2 separate regions of the Danio rerio genome follow, and region 2 is linked to region 1. A link is a contact called in public HiChIP or PLAC-seq data. All regions are on one chromosome and are shown on one strand. The core of a region is the stretch at or near the end of the contact, and the rest is flanking DNA. Distances in the headings are between cores, read along the strand shown.

The links. HiChIP or PLAC-seq counts read pairs in DNA pulled down with a chosen protein or histone mark.
Region 2: a contact with region 1 is called in an H3K4me3 HiChIP or PLAC-seq map of gastrula embryo, with 8 times the contacts expected there. The contact joins the promoter of ephb3a here to the enhancer-like site in region 1. A contact is called at or near these places in 4 of 18 Hi-C or Micro-C datasets (caudal fin, embryo and skeletal muscle) and 3 of 4 datasets of contacts at active chromatin or transcription factors (caudal fin, embryo and gastrula embryo).

What each region holds. Positions count from the first base shown.
Region 1 is chr2:8,212,265-8,215,181 of GRCz12tu, forward strand. mfsd8l2 (major facilitator superfamily domain containing 8-like 2) reads left to right here. Exons shown (of 12, transcript XM_073923153.1): 12 at 1,320-1,698. Among named protein-coding and RNA genes, the nearest start is that of mfsd8l2, 28 kb to the left of the region's middle. Within about 2 kb of position 1,412, at least 19 of the 62 cell types and tissues checked have an H3K27ac peak or open chromatin away from gene starts, as enhancers often do. A contact at or near this core is called in gastrula embryo, where this site is marked.
Region 2 is chr2:8,356,289-8,359,135 of GRCz12tu, forward strand. It overlaps ephb3a (eph receptor B3a), which reads right to left and starts at 1,327. Exons shown (of 16, transcript NM_131097.2): 1 at 837-1,327. The coding sequence starts at 900.

The DNA of each region.
Region 1 (2,917 bases), core at 162-2,661:
TGGGGGAAACCAGAGCATCCGGAGGAAACGCAAACGCAGGAAGAACATGCAAACTCCACACAGAAATGCCAACTAACCCAGTTTAGGCTCGAACTAGCAACCTTCTTTCTGTGAGGCGGCAGCACTACCTACTGCGCCACTGTGTCGCTAAGCGTATAACTAATCATTTAATTAAAAATGAGACTAAAAATAAACATGTGTTGTACAAATTATGTTAAATTTCTACATTTAGCATCATCAGCAACAGTAGTGGGAACAGTGAATTTTTCACAGTACTGAATATTTTACAATTAATTTTTATTTAGCTGATTATTTCTTCATTTTAATTTTCAATAAAATTACATGTTCTAAGTTTTGTTTTTTTACAAGCGAAAGTTTCTTGCAGTACTGTTTTTGTAATAAATGGAAAGCAAATTCGATGTTTCCTCCCTTTTTTGGTGGATCAGAAAAATGGTCCAACCCGTGACTAAAATGCCACAATGTGATCCCAGCTGTGAGATTTGTGTTCAGTTACACCACTAGTATTTATATTTAGTTAACCACACCAAGATTACCGAGGCTTGTCAATGCATATATGACATTTCATAAGGGTCTAAATAGAAATAACAATATGTCGGCTATTTTCGTTTATCATAAATGTTTACCAATGTAATATGAAATTACATATAAAGATGTATTTACATTTCCCAGTGTTGGGTTGCAGCTGGAAGGGCATCCTCTGCATAAAACATATGCTGGATAAGTTGGCGGTTCATTCCGCTGTGGCGACCCAAGATTAATAAAGAGACTAAGGTGAAAAAGAAATACTCTTCAGATACAATTCATATACATGTATGCGTCCGCTTCAGTTTTCTCTTGTTTTATATTAGTAATTCTTCCATAAGTAGGCCTGATATTTTTTAAAGCATACCGAAGTGTACCTCTTCGCAAGAATTTTAAAAATAGACCCATCATGGCATTATGAATTCCACCTATAAAGAGAAAAACTCACTGCGTTCATTAGCATTTCCACTGTGTACAGTCTGGATTAGCGTGACTGTGACAATGTCATTTGAAAACAGACCGAAATTCCTGTCATAACTTTTATTTTGTGTGAGCCAACTGAATTAATCTAATTCAGACTCCTGCTACGCAACTTTAAGCCACAATAATGAAACAAATAAAGAGCAAAATGTGGAGCTAAGTGCTAAAAGTGGGCCACTGAATGAGAAATGCTATTATCCGCAAGCGACAGTCAACAACACATTCTCTCTGCGGCACGACAAAAAAAGGCTGTCATTGGTTAAATGAATCTATCTGTGTGATTTTTGATATTTCAGCACAGAGCAGGAGCCCCTCTTCTCTGCGGTGTGTCTGCCAAAGTTTAGCGCTCGTGTGGGGCTGTGCAGAGCAGATGCTGGAGCAGTGGGAGAGCAGAGACCCTGCCAGAGCTAGCAGACCGCGAACAGCGAGACAACACACACACGCACACACACACACAAACCATTTGGAATAAACATAGCCTTCATTCTCAAATATTTCGATTTTTTTTTCCCATTTTTTTTATTGTTTTAATGTTTTATTGTTACCCCTCATCATTTGTGAATTTATTGTTAATTATAGTGTATTTACTGAGTGACACTTTTAATGTAAATGTCATATGATTGGAGGGTCCCCTGATACAGTATGTATTTTTTAATAAATAAACACATGATGGCGCTATTGTCCCTTATTGAGATCCACACACTAAACAACTGCAGGACTTTCTGTCTTTGTATGTGTGTGTGCGTGTGTGTGTGCGCTCGAGAGAGAGAGAGAGAGAGAGAAAGAGAGAGAGAGAGAATGATAAAGGGAAAGACACTGAGTTTCTCGAAAACAAATGATTCATGCAATTATTCTACACAGATCATTGGTCATTTCTTTGGATATTTACTCATCTTAAGAAGGAAATTGAATATTTATGTCTCCTCTGGTGCACGCAATATGCTTTTTGTAGATTGTTTTGAAATAGTATTACTGTAAACTCATTAAAATCTGTGTTTACCACATACAAGAGCTTTAAATTAATGAATCAACACTGACATCATTGTGCCGTATTGTCATTCAGTTAAGCTGCTTTCGCTGAGGTGTCCTTATATAACCCATTCTTCAATTCTTTAATGTTAGAAATAGCTACATTATCGTTGATATTTTATTCATGCATCTTAAATATTTCACTGCCATTTTGGATTGTTGTTATGATGGGCCATTTCTGCTGAGTTCAGTGACGTTTCATCTGTAGCAAGGTATCCAGCAAACTGTTCCTCCATTAATGGGCCTTTAATGTGTAACCTAGATGTCTAACTGCTATTTGCATAATATTACAAATAATATAGTTAAAAAGTAAACAATTTCCTGCTGAAAAAAACAGCTAAGACCTGCCAGCCGGACCAGCTAAGACCAGCCTGACCAGCTAAAACCACCCAAAATCAGCCAGCCTGACCAGCTGAAACCACCCAAGATCAGCCAGCCTGACCAGCTGAAACCACCCAAGATCAGCCAGCCTGACCAGCTGAAACCACCCAAGACCATCCTGACAAGCTAAAACTAGTTAAAACCAGCCTGACCAACTAAAACCACCTAAGATCCGCCTGTCTGACCAACTAAGTCCAGCCTGACCAGCTAAAACCACCTAAGATCAGCCAGCTTGATCAGCTAAAACCAACTAAGACCAGCCTGGCAAGCTAAAACCAGCCTGAACCAACTAAGACCAGCTAAAAAGTGGCCAAAACCCCTTTAAAACCAGCTTGACCTGCTAAAACCAGCTAAGACCAGCTTGACCAGCTAAAATCAGCGAAGACCAAACTGACCAACTAAGACCAGCTAAAAAGCGGCCAAAACCAGCCTGACCAGCTAGGACCAGCTTTGCCAGCTAAGACCAGCTTGACCAGTTAAACCA
Region 2 (2,847 bases), core at 77-2,576, 140 kb after region 1:
GATGCTGCTATCACAACTATCAGGGTGACTTAAAAGCCTTTAGGGTGAAATGTGTCACACCAGAGCAACAGGGGGCTTTCAGCAGCTCTGAACCATGTGTCACAAGCAGCACAAAGCACATCTGAAAAATCTAAAAACTACATGGGATTTTTAATACGGCGATGATTGAAGCGAAAGGTTGTTATGATAATCTCCGAGGGCTCTCGCGAGTAAATTAAAAATGGTGTGTAAACGTGTTCAAACAACTGCAAAAGGATTCATTTAGCCTGTGGTTTACAGTTTGTTATACCTTATAACAAAGGCACGGACTAACAACATCGTCTGTATCAATATGTGCTATGGGCATGCCACAAAACAAACACCTTGCTGCTTTGTTTGCAGCTTTAGAACAGGGTTTTAAAACAATTCACTATAAGAGACCTTTAAATGAATCCGAATTATGTAAATCAAACGCAATTTCGGATATATTAAATAATGGTATTGCCGTGAACACTAAAATAAGACAGTAAAGGTATTAAACCTATGTTTTGTCTTTTTATTTAAACGCCCAATATGTTCTATTGTACATCTGCATATGTTTTATTATCCAGCCGAAGCGTTTCAGCCTGTAAATAAAATGCAAAATCGCACCATTTAAGTTCTAGTCGAAGTTTTCCAACCCGAACAGTCCGCGCCGTCCGTAAATCACAAGGTTATAAGTTCTGCTCTATCTCTTTTCTCTCTATATATATTTGTTATTAAATGTTCTAATCTTTCCGTGAATAGACTAGCAAAAGGGGTGACCAACAGCAGCTCGCAATCCGAGTGGCCCCGTAACAAAGAGCGTTTGCACTTACCCTCAACAGCGAGAATAACGGGAACCCAAAGGCTGTATAATAACAGCGAATAATCCATTGTCATGAAGCTTGAGGATGCAACATGAAGAAGCGTTTTGTCTATGTGTCACCGGGACAGAAAGTCTCGTTAAATCTCAGCATTCATGATCGAATTCACGCCTTGAGAGAGAGAAAAAAACAGCCTGTGAAAAATGCACAGCTCCGCTTTGGTGTGGTTGTCTTCGCGTCTTTCATTCGGACCACGGAATCCACGGATGCTCTTCCTCTATCATGCTCTTCTACATGTGTGGCATCATCCTCCTCATCCTCCGTGTGAAAGAAGCTGTTGATTCTTTGCGACTGCACGGAGGAGTGTCAGTTGCGAGGAATGATTGGGGGGCGAAAAGCTCTATTGGTCCCATGACAAAACCCTGCGGGATACCGCTGATAACTTACACACTAAGTAGAATACTCTGCTATGTTCTTTTATTTGTGCATGTTTTTTTTTTTTGTGTTAAATATATGTGCTTCTTTTATTGTTTATGTCACAGTGCATGAATAGCACAAGAATCCTCAGAAGCTGATTTGTAGGGAATTGGGAATGTATGGGTATTCTTTGATGCACAGCGCCACTCGCTGTTTGTTTACTGCAGGAATTGGTGTGCTGTAGTTTAAGAAGGGAGTGACTTGGCAATTGGCCACAGAGAGTCACGTAGCAGTCACCCAGCACCAATAATAAAATCATCATCCAGCTTTCTGCTGATTAAATAATAGGCTGCACGTTGAAGGCTGTGGAAAACTGTAAACAGTCTTCAAAAGCTGTAAATTATTGATATGTACAGTACAGTGCTGGGCAGTTTTTCCCCTAAATGCAATCTGGCGCTTCTTTGATCTTTAAAAACAGGAATACAAAAGAAGAGCGTAAACCACACTTTTATAAACACAAAGAGTGTCTTACGCAAGTTTTATGAAAGTATAATCAAAAAGTGTAAAATTCAATACAAAAAAAAAATGCAATAGTTGATTAAACCAATGTTACCCAACCTTGTTCCTGGAGGCACACCAACAGAATATCCCCCTTATCTGACCTATACATTTTAGGCTTTGGAGTCTCTTCTAATGTTTTGATGAGTTTATTTATGTGTGTGATAGAGAAGAGGTTGAAAATGTGTACTATTAGTGTGCCTTCAGGAACATGGTTGGGATACAATTAATTAAACATCAGCAAAACTATTCAAAATTAGTCTTTTGTGATGGCAACAAGACATACATTTTTAGAAAGCGAGTATAGAAACAATGTATAATTTCCCTTATCTGACCCAGATTTTAGGCTTTGGATCTCTTCTAATGTTCTGATGAGTTGATTTAGGGGTGTTTGATTGGGAAGAGGTTGAAAATGTGTACTTTTAGTGTGCCTGCAGTGACATGGTTGGGAAACACTCGATTAAACAACAGCAAGTTTATTCAAAATTAGTCTTTTGTAATGGCAACAAGACATACATTTTTAGATAGTGAGTATAGAAACAATGTTTAATTTCCCTTATCTGACCCACATTTTAGGCTTTGGAGTCTCTTCTAAAGTTCTGATGAGTTGATTTAGGTGTGTTTGATTAGGAAGAGGTTGAAAATGTGTACTTTTAGTGTGCCTTTTGGGACATGGTTGGGAAACACTCGATTAAACAACAGCAAGACTATTCAAAATTAGTCTTTTGTGATGACAACAAACACATTTTTAGAAAGCGGGTATAGAAACAATAATCCCCCTTATCTGACCCATACATTTTAGGCTTTTGGAGTCTCTTCTAATGTTCTAATGAGCTGATTTAGGTGTGTTTGATTAGGAAGAAAATGTGTTGAAAATGTGTACTATTAGTGTGCCTTTAGGAACATGGCTGGGATACAATTAATTAAAAATCAGCAAAACTATTCAAAATTAGTCTTTTGTGATGGCAACAAGACATACATTTTTAGAAAGCAAGTATAGAAACAATGTATAATTTACCATAAAACAATGTATCATTTAATCTGCTTC